Regions from separate parts of the Mus musculus genome. Here region 2 is linked to region 1. The links are chromatin contacts, called in public promoter capture Hi-C maps. All regions are on one chromosome and are shown on one strand. Each heading gives the region's core, a stretch centred on a gene start, on an enhancer-like site or on the middle of the called end of the contact. The rest is flanking DNA. Distances are from core to core; before and after follow the strand shown.

The links. Promoter capture Hi-C pulls out the DNA fragments that hold promoters and counts their contacts.
Region 2: a promoter capture Hi-C map of neural stem cells shows a contact between it and region 1. The contact joins the enhancer-like site here to the promoter of Sult6b1 in region 1. A contact is called at or near these places in 5 of 39 promoter capture datasets (the 3T3-L1 cell line, the SN4741 cell line, cranial neural crest and 2 more), 3 of 115 datasets of contacts at active chromatin or transcription factors (bone marrow-derived macrophages, large pre-B cells and stem cell-derived neural progenitor cells) and 1 of 9 other capture datasets (macrophages).

What each region holds. Positions count from the first base shown.
Region 1 is chr17:78,904,019-78,909,379 of GRCm38.p6, forward strand. Sult6b1 (sulfotransferase family, cytosolic, 6B, member 1) reads right to left here and starts at 2,974. Exons shown (of 7, transcript NM_001163625.2): 1 at 2,776-2,974; 2 at 1,491-1,603. The coding sequence starts at 2,974.
Region 2 is chr17:79,541,588-79,546,948 of GRCm38.p6, forward strand. No RefSeq gene overlaps it. Among named protein-coding and RNA genes, the nearest start is that of Gm10494, 34 kb to the left of the region's middle. Within about 2 kb of position 2,819, at least 74 of the 459 cell types and tissues checked have an H3K27ac peak or open chromatin away from gene starts, as enhancers often do. A contact at or near this core is called in neural stem cells, where this site is marked.

The DNA.
Region 1 (5,361 bases), core at 1,724-4,223:
GAGGAGGAGAAGGAGAAGGAGGAGAAGAAGAGGAATCTCATGTATAACGTACAAGCCGACAGTCCAAATCCTATTTCAAACCTAAGACAAGCCCGTTTGTGCTGAAGGTAGGTAATAACATTGGCAAATAAAGTAAAAAAAAAAAAAAAAAAAGATCCTGACCCAGGACATAATAGGTTTTTAAAATAAAGGTTAGAAAGCTGGGCACACGTTAGTATCACTTCTAAAGCAATACCAAATGTCCTCATTAGGAGCAAGGTTACATGACAGTTGTTTGGCTTTTCTCTAGGTGTCCCATCTCTTCCCTTAGCAAAAGCTCACGAGTCCGTCCGTGCGTTCTCCTAGCCCTAAAGCCTGAGCCCCTGCTGTCTGAGCCTTCATTGGATGCCCTCGAGCATAACAACCCTCCCCAAGTTTGGGACGCTGGGCCTTAATGGCCTCTGAACTCTCTTTTGCACCTTGAGGTGCAGTGGGTGGCTGCCTGCGCACCGGGATTTGCGGCTTGCCTCCCACTCATGCTCAAGTCTCAAACAGCTGCCATTCAAACTTCATTTTTCTGCTGTTACTTTCCCCAATCCATGGAAATGGGCTCCCTTTAACCTTTGGGAACTTGACGTTTGTATTCGTCAAGCTGTAGAGTGTGGTCACTTCCCAGAAGCTGTCCCCGCAAGTCCCCATGGGACTTTCTCCATAGAGAAACTTGGTGGTTAGTACTTCCGGGGTTTTACAGGAATGGTTTCCCCTGGGTCCAGCCTTCCTTCCTCCCTGTATGAGGCCAGCAGAGGGCGGTTCATCATCTTCCTGCTGTGTCTAAGCATAAGATCCCAAAGCAGAGCCTACCTCTTACCCCTTCCTCCCTGGGCAGTAAGCAGAGATTCCCGAATGCAGTGTCCCAGCCAATTCTGATGAGAGAGAGAGAGAGAGCAATGCTAATAGGCTGAGAGCTCTGTAAGCGCTTTCAAGGCTCATCCTCATCGGAGGCTTGTCTGACCTAACTACCCCTTCGCTATTCCTCACTGGTCACGTACACAGCAGCTGTAATGAAGGCAAGGAAATTGAAAATGCCTCTGCCTAGCATCCTACCCGTGCCTGTAACTCTTGGGCTTAGTTCCTGTCCTGGGTGTTCTCAGATTACTTGCGCGTCAAGTTAAAAGAATTGCTACTATTCGTAAGAATAGCTGTATATTAAATTCTTTCAAGAGCTCGAATCAGAAAGCTCAGATTCCATTTTTGGCCTTGCCATTTATTATCTTCATCTTGGGCAAGGTTGGCAATTTCATCCTTTGTCAACTGGTGATAAAGTTGTTTTGTAAGAAAAATGAGATAATACTGGAAGAGGCCTGAGAATATGGTAAACAAGCAATAACTCCTGATCAGTGATCATTGTGAGCACCCTATTAATACTTTCTGAACCCAGAAGGGAAGACTCCAGAGTGAAAGAAATCCCCCTGGGATTGTGTGCTGTACCTTGAAAGACTTTGGGTACCAACCTGATATTTCTCGGCGTCACCACATTCAAGAACTGGAAATTCTGGACATGCGTATTTCTTTTTAGAAACGGCAAATATTAATTCACTGACAATATGGAGAATCCAGTTTGAACCTGTAAGAAAAACAAACAGAAAACAGAAGCTCATCAAGGAGTCTTATAACAAAGACATTTCACCTTCTCATATAGATGAGGAAATTTTACATTTTCAACTCTCCCATGATGTCTGCATTTGCTTCTTTAGAGGTTGAAAGAACCTAGATACTGGGAAAAAATAATTTGGGAGCAAAGAGCATTTGTGTGTATTAACAGGGAATTTAGTGAACTTATAAAATTCATCTTTCCTTTCCCTTCCCCGCTCCCTCCCACTCTTCCTTTCTTTTGAGGGCAGGGTACAGTGTACCCCACATTGGCTTCTAATTCATGAGTCCCCTGTCTCAGCCTCATGAGTATTGAGATTCCAGACATTTGACACCACATAAACCTCAGATGTCTCCTTGACATGACTCATTTTGAAAATAGAATATGTTTCTTAAAGAAGAATATTATGCTAGAGAAATGTTGGGTTTATATACTATATTTCCTCCGCAATTAAGCTACAGGAGTATATGACCTCGATTTTATAAAAGTCCAGCATTAAGTAACAGAAAAGTGTTCAAAGAAATGGGCTTTCGTAAGTAACAGTTGAAAGAATCAGTAGCAGATGCTGCCAGAGGGTGGAATAGCTCACACCCATAACCCAAGCTAGAGGCCGAAGCAGAAGACGTAAGTTCTAGGTCAGCCTGAACCTCAATTAAAACAAGCAAAGACTCAAACAGAAAAAGTAGATAATGTACAGTAGAGTAAGTTAGATTCTTAATCTTTATCCTCCAATCTTTTTCCGCCACTGATGACGGACCTTCTAAAACTGATTTGAGAAACCAGAGAATTAGTGTTAGATCCTGGATTAAAAAAAACAACCTCACCACATGGAAACCATTATATAAATGACAGAAATGACATCCTTCATTATCTGTCAAAAATAGTCACATTTTGTTATTCTGACCCCGCCATGCTGCCTCCCACCACTCATTCCATCATCTGCCGTGACCTCTGCACCCTGACCTCCAGGAAGCTATATCTCAAGCTGTCTCAGTTGTTGACTTTGTAACGCATGCACTCTCCTGTCCTGGTCTCCTCCCTGCTGATTTCCAGTGTGTTCCATGTGGAAACGAACCTCCTCCTTCCCACCTTCGCCCTCTCCCACCTCCTTCCAAAATGCACTCGTAGGGAAAGGTCCGCTTTACCACACTTCGGGTAGGATGCTAGCAGGACGTCATCACTTCTGGCTTCAAAGGCATCCAAAGCTCGGAAAGTTTCCTGAGTGCACATGGTGACTGGGTAAGGAATCCCCTGGTAGGTGAGAAATAACTGGGAAAGTGTTGTCTCTTTTGATTTTTCTAAAGCATCATCGATGTAGTCGATAAACTTGGACTTATCAGCCATGCTGGCTCCCTGATAATGTGTCCACTCTGTGTCACCCAGGTGGAGTGACTATTTGTAATAGTCTTTCCCAGTCACATGGAAAACAATCAACCATTCTCATTCACTCTTTCATCCTGTTTGAATATCCTCCTGGCAAAAGGTGAGGCCCAGGTGCGGACAGGCTCAGGAGCTGTTACTCTAGAGGCTTCTTATATTACGAGTTAGGCATCCCACCCCAGGAAAAGAAGAACTAAATCTCTTAGCAGAAGATTAATAGACACTAAATATCTAACAAATAGATGCTTAATAAACCAGACGTTCAGTTTTCCTATGAGAAACTCTCAGAGTGAGACTTCTGGTTTCCTTTGGATTGGCAGTTTCTCAAACACTTAGTTTGATGATTAAAATCACAGGGTAATTTAGTGAAGTGATTAAAGCCCCAATTTAGGGACATTCCTGGATACTGGGCTCAGTTTTGGTGTTTATGAACTTAAAAGATTTGTAAGTTTTGTCTTCACCCATTTAGCAGTACGTCCATGGTTCATAGAAGAGAACTGTTTTGTGAGAGGGAGAACTCAATGCAGGGCCATCTCCCATCCTCTGAGCTCTGCCCCCCTGCAGGTCAAGGACTCTAGGACAGATGGTTGATGGCTCTCCTCAGAGGACTGCCCAGCACCACTTTTCTCTAGGATCCTGGGTCCTATGACCATTGTCTCTCACTGAGTGGTGTGGCCCTGGGGCCCACAGAGAGGGAGGCTAAGTTATGTGCCCACCCTCTGGATCTTGTCCTTAAGATAAGGTGCTGCCAATTCTTTTACAGTTCCTTTCTCTTGGCTTTTATAATCTTTTTACAGCATGAAATCACTGTATTCTGATTACTGTATAAAGAAAAAGTCCATACAGCATAGCACAATTTGATGAAAACTTTTCTGGTGATAAGTAACTCACCTCCACGTGTACAACAAGGCATTCATAAATCTCTTTGAGGAGCAAAGTAAGCTAAATAAAGATCTGACGAAACTGGGTAAGGTGGTGGCACCTTTAATCCCAACACTCAGGAGGCAGCAGCACATAGGTCTCTGTGAGTTCAAGGACAGCCTGGTCTACAGAGTGAGTTCCAGGACAGCCAGGGCTACACAGAGAAACCCTGCTTAGTGGGGGTTGGAGGAGTATGGGAGTGAGAGGTGGGTGGGAAGCATGTTGGATAGTGTTTTTTTGTTTTTTTGTTTTTTTTGCACTGTGTATTCAAATCCTGATTTCTGCACTCAGATCCATTTGCAGTCAGACCTTGGCATTGTCAATATTATGAAGTTTCTCCCGACTCAGTATTTTGTAAAACATTGTTCTCCATCACCTTCTGATTGGTTAATTAAAGAGCTGAACAGCCAATAGATGAACAGGAAAGGAAAAGGCAGGACTTCTGAGGGGCGGGGGTTGGGGGGAAAGACCAAAGAATCAGAGGACCAGAGAGTTGCCATTGGGACATAGAAGGAGGTGCCAGGGAGAGGCTAAGATGGCAGGTATAGGCCACATATCTGGGAAGTAGCTTAAGGCCAGTATTAGAATAGCTGACTATAGAATAGCAGGCTATAGTGCCTGAAGCTCTTAATAAATATAAAGGAATCTGTGTCATTATGCAGAGCAAGGGACTGTATAGAAGAGCCTCGTCTTATACAGTGATGGGAGGGGACTGAGTGGGAGGAGGATTGGATGAAACTACATCAAATCTCTTTGTGATGTACATATGACACCTTCCATAAAGATGGGTTCTGTAGATTGAGAAAAACAAGCAGTGTCTGGTGTGATCGATGGCCACCACAGATAACACAATGGTCCCCAGGCTCCGATGCACGCCTGCTCCCAGCCTTCTAGGTAAATATCCCGTATTGAATTCCTTCCCTTGAAGGAACAACCCTGGGTTCGCATTCCAGGTTCCCCCAGAGCTTATCAGCACAGGGACGTCTGTGCCCACACTATGGGAGCTCTCTCTTTGGATCAGCCTGCTTGTCCTCATTCTCTTTCCTTTACCCATCAGGACACGAAGGCAGATTCTCCTCTACTGTGTTACCCGGAAGCTTCCTCTTCCACGTTCATCTATCAGGCATGAGAGTGGGGGAGCCAGAGTTGAAGGAAAACAAAACTTCCGAGGATGGTAGAGCAACAAAGAAAGAGAAATTAGTTACCTAGGCAAACCTCAGGACACAGATGTCTCTCCTGTGAGCTGCATTCTAGCATTCCCTGTGGGTCAAGCATTCAAACACATGAGTCTATGGAGAACAAACCTATCCAAACCACACACACAGGCTGCACTCTTCCCCTCTCATTTTCTTCTCTACACCATTCTCCTTGTCTTCCATTTTTCTTCCTAACCCTTATACTAAAGCTATCACTTTTTCTTTGATTCTATT
Region 2 (5,361 bases), core at 1,569-4,068, 640 kb after region 1:
AGGTACTGCACTTTGAGCACAGGACACAGAAAAATCAAGCTAGAACTGCCTTGAAAACTTCCTCCCTGCTGGCTAGGTTTTCAAAGTGCTCGAAGTTGCAATGCAGGCTGCTGGGGAGGAAAGACTGTCCACGCACCTACCAAGCTGTGGATCTTGCAGATGAGAATACTAACCTGCCAACTAAGATGTGCTCACTGCTCAGTCATGGCGGGCATGTCATGGAGGCAATCAACTGCTGTTCTAAATTGGATTTGACGTCTTCTACATAGGGAAAAAAAATTATACCCGATACTGTAAACCTGTTCAAAAACCACAGCTGAGAAGGTCAGAGGCCCCCAAGAAGGAGCCTATTTATGTTGTTTTAATAAATAGGCATGTCAAAATGCCTTGTAGCTATGTATGTTTACATCTGTAGATTAGTGCTGCTCTTAACTGGAGAAGCATTGTTTTGTAGTCAACAGCAGTCAACGAAGAGACTCATAACCACTCAAAGTGCTAAGAATAAATAACTATTGAATCCTCAGCCTTAAACCTGGATATCTCTATCAGTCTCCTTGCAGACTCGGGGAACATCACAAAATTCAGGAGAGCTAAGAGGTTGTAAGAATTAAAGCAGGATGAGAAATCCTGTGAAGTGCTGACTTCTGAGCATGACGTGGACCACGCACTCATAGATACGACATGGAGCTATGGTTGCCAGCAGAAGGTCCTCCCAAGACTAAACCAGTCAACACTGCAGCACTGGATAGCTAGGGGACTATGAGGAGTGATTGCCACTTGATGGCTGCTGAAGGATGGGGATTTGTTTTTCTTCAAGATGCAACCACAGACAAGATCCCAAGATTCAGGAAGTGACCCCCACACTTGCAAGCAATCACAATCAAACTCAGGGCTTATTATTAATGTTTTAAGATATCGATATAAGAAAGGGACTTTCTTGGAAGTAAAAGATTTCCTGATGGAGTTTCAGGGAAAGGGCATAAAGGAGGAGTGTGATGAATAAATGATGATCAAACTTATATAAAGGTATAAAATTATCAAAAACACTATTTGAAGCAATTTTAAAAGTAAACAATACATTAATACAAAGGAGTTAAGGCATGTACGTTTTTTTGTGCTCCGAAGAGCTCTTCTAGCTACAGAGCCCATGTGGCTCCTCACTGACTGCCGTCACTGCTGAAGTCATTGACCCGACTTCTCTGGTTTCTTCTGCTTTCCTCCTGTCCCTGCAACCCAAAACAGCCTGAGTTACGTTACCTCCTTCTGCAATGGCAATCCAGGGCTCTAGCACACCTAAATGGAAAGTTTGTCACCTGCCAAAACACACTTAACGTCTAAGGTAGTTTGCTGTGTTTTTCTTTTGGCTTATATACTCTCAGGTATTTATTGTTTGAGAGGGCACTAAGTGTGCAACCTAAGTGTTCTATAGCTTTGCATGATGCTTAAGCCAGATCCCTCATAGTATCATCCTATTAGGATGGTACCTTAGTGTTAGTGTGATACAATGTCATTAGATACTTGATACTTTACCTTTATTGTATCCAACTTAATTTTTACGCTTTTGAGGTTGTGTCATTCTTATGCCCTTGTACCATTAGTGAAGTCAAGGCATGCAACGGGAATAACATCCCAGAACTGGAAGCAAGATGAGCCAGACCTCAAACCTAGATATTCTGTGTCAGGGAACATGGTGGTAGAGAGAGCGACAAGTGAACTGTGGCTCGCTTCCTCAGCTGCCTACAGAAAATGTTTCAGAAGAATCTTTCTGTTGATTTATGATATATTTTTAAAAGCCCAATGGTGTAATTTAGTTTATACAAAAGCCCTTGTTTCTTGTGCATGGGCTAACTCAACAATGTAGTAAGGTTAGCCTCGCTCTCAAGATTAGTCACGTGGGGGCTGTGCACAGAAGCAAAGCATTGTAAGCATCCATAAGTAAGTTTGTAAGCTATCCATAAGTGATCTCCTAAAGGGGAGATCACCAACATCTGTCCTTAACAGGACACGAAGCAGTACCCTATACATGTCTACTCCTTGACCAAGTGGTCAGATAGTAAACAAGATGTGAATATTGGCACTGGAACCTACTAACCATTTACTCAAAAGAAGCAACCTGGTTCTGTTTTGCTATAGACTTCATTTTTTTTCCCATGCACAAACTCAATGACTCTATGCGACCTGTAGCATTCAAGCCTATGTCATTAATGTTCCCTTTCTCGGCCTTCTTCCAGTGTACATTGTTCAGGCCTATATCACAGAGACTATATCTCCCTACTTAATTCAACCTGCAAGATGTGAACACAGGATAAGTTAACTCTGCCTAGAAATTTAATGAACCCTGGGTACTCATCAGCCTGTTGGGTCTTTGTGTGTTTCAGAGCTCCTGCCTGCCCTGTGTCTCTTGCCAAAGATGGGAGCAGCTGGGTGTTGCCTTCCAGGATGTCAGCCAGCTTTTCTTGGCAGGAGTAATGCTTATTGTTGAAGTTCCCGAGTTGGCTGCTCACGGTCAGGAGCCGATGAAGATGCTGCCGAGTCTCCTATCAAAACCTCACACAAAGTAGTGGGGCTCCTGAACTCAACACATCGTTTGTGGCCCAAGGCTCATGTCCCATCTCTGTTACCTGAGTCTCCATTATGTAAATTAGTTCTCCCCTGTCCAGGTCTTGTGGGGGAACAGGCTGTTTGCAAAAGGAAGGAAAAGAAATGTTGGCTCAAAGCCGGTAGGTGGAATTCGGGCCAGAAAAGCTGCCTCCCACCTCTCTGCCAAGGCCTTTCAGCTCTGAATTGCTCTGTCCAACACACACCATTCCTACTGCTCAGCCAGATGTCAGGGTGGGGTGGCAGGCAGCCTATCTGAAGTCAGACACACAGAGGAGGAAGCTGTAGGTTTGTATCCAGGAGAAGCAACAAGGCTTCCTCTTTCAGAGTCCAGATCAAGAAAACAGGTCTGCTGGATAAAACACCACCAAGTTCCATGACTTAGTCACTGTGCCATAGCAAGGGAGTGCCTGGGTTTAGCAGGGGATCCGGCAGTGACCCGGACTTCAGGGTGAGCGGGTAGCCTCTCACATAGCCAGAGCCACCCTGGGCATGGTGTATCTGCAAAATTGCAGACACATTTCCTGAGATAAAATGACATGTATTAAGACATTCTAGAAATTAAAAACAAAAGGGGAACAGCCTCAGTAGGTCTTGACCCATAATATATCTGCCAACTTCTAGCAGCCTCCAGAGAACAGAAGAAGAAAGCAGCCTTTGAGACAACAGGTCTGCTTCTCTTGGCCACTATGTCTTCCTTTCTCTCTTCTCCACCCCTGTTTTAAGATCTCAGTCATGTGTGGGCCTATAAGGTGATCAGAGACCATTTGACCAGAGCTCTGACAGGGTGAGCAATGGTCTGGCATCGGAACACCTAGGAGGCCACCTGAACATACACAGGACAGAGTCAGGATAAGTGTCATGGGCCAGTGCTCACAGCCTACCTCCTCTCACCTTGTTCTCTAGCTGCATTGCTACAAGTCACTGCTATCCAGTCTACCAACCTCCCTTTCCATGCTCATCCAACCCAGTCTTCATCCTGAAGCCAAAAGGAACAGGTTTTCACATGCAAATCCAATCACTTAATCCTGAAATCGTCTCCCAGGTTCTCAAATGCACCCTGCCTCAGTCTCTTTTATACATCAATCTCCACGCCTGCTCCCTCACATTCAGTGTGCGAGGCTTATCCAACCTCTTCCTGTATTGGGATCCAGCAGACTTCCTCCTGCCTGCAAGAAGTTACCCTGAGTCTGCTGTTCACTTTGTGATGGACACCCTCTCAATATCCCCTTTGTCTTCTAGCAGCGTCAAGTTTACCTGAACAACTGCTACTCATTCTGCGTGCCCAGCTTCCCCATCCCAGGCTACTTACATCCGGGTGCCTGTCTCATGGCTCTCAGAGCCCTGATACTGGAGCTCTCATCACAGGGGATAGTATTCCCCTGGGGATCCCAGCGAATACCCCTGCACCCAATTCACTCCACCATAAGCACTATGCCAAGTTTTCTTCCACTGGTCCTGGAACTGACCAAATGACCAGGAAATTTATTTATTTAGTTAGTTAGTTGAAAGAAGTTAATTAGCAAAATTAGTTAACGAAATCTCCTAAGTCATTTGGACATTTGTTCAGACAAGCTCCGCCTGTCACCACTCGTCCTAGTCCGAGGGACTATTTTGCATAGGGATAGGGACCTGGTGGGTGAGTGTGCAGCAGGCCAATCAAGGAAGAAAACATAGAGAGGAAAGCAGTCTTGCCAGGTCAGGGGTCCAGGGATATGTGCCCAGGTTCCTCAGATATGTGACATTCCTTGCTTCTATTCCCTGTGTCTTAGTAATTTAAAGACACAGCGCCTCTGCCCTGTACAAACTCCTTCACATTACTTGGAGGCCAAGACAAGGGTGTTGCCAAAGGCACAAAGTGAACCAGAAGGATAGTTCACTGCCAGTTCTGAGACATCTTCTGTGGGTGTGTATGCTCTAATAAAATGAGTCTTTCCTCATTTGGGCAGACTCCATCATGGACTGCCTTACTGCCTCCCACCTTCCTCCCTCTTTGCCAGTCTACTAGGTACCATGTACTTCAAGCCAAAAGACCAAAGCTGCTTTGTCTTTGAGTTTCTGTGTAAACGTAAAATACATAGGCACTGTCTTAGTTAGGGTTTTACTGCTGTGAACAGACACCATAACCAAGGTTACTCTTATTAGGACATTTAATTGGGCCTGGCTTACAGGTTCAGAGGTTCAGTCCATTATCATCAAAGTGGGAGCATGGCCGCATCCAGGCAGGAATGGTAAAGGAGGAGCTGAGAGTTCTACATCTTCATCTGAAGACTGCTAGCAGACTACTGGCTTCCAGGAAGCTAGGATGAGGGTCTTAAAGCCCACACCCACAGTGACACACCTACTCCAACAGGGCCACTTTGATCGTACTTGATCACCTCACCCAGCTCCTCTCAGATCCACTCCCACAGCCACTCAACTTTGTGTTATATTAAGTCCACTTATGCATGTTGCCATGAGTATGTGGCCATCCACTGAACTTATGAAGGACCACAACCTTAAAGAAAACTGACTGTCCTTCTCCAAACAGCTATCACTTGCCAATAGCTCCCCCAGCTAAGGGTAGGACTTCAGCCAAACTCCTTCCTCTATGCTAGGGTTTTGTCTCTCTTGGGTTCACATAGGGCTTGCCCAAACTATCACAACCACTGTGAGTTGGTCTGTGCAACTGCCCTATTGTGCCCAGAAAATACTGTTTCCATGTAGTCACCCACTGCCTCTGCCTCTCTTGATCCTTCAGCCCCCTCTGCTGTGATGATCCCT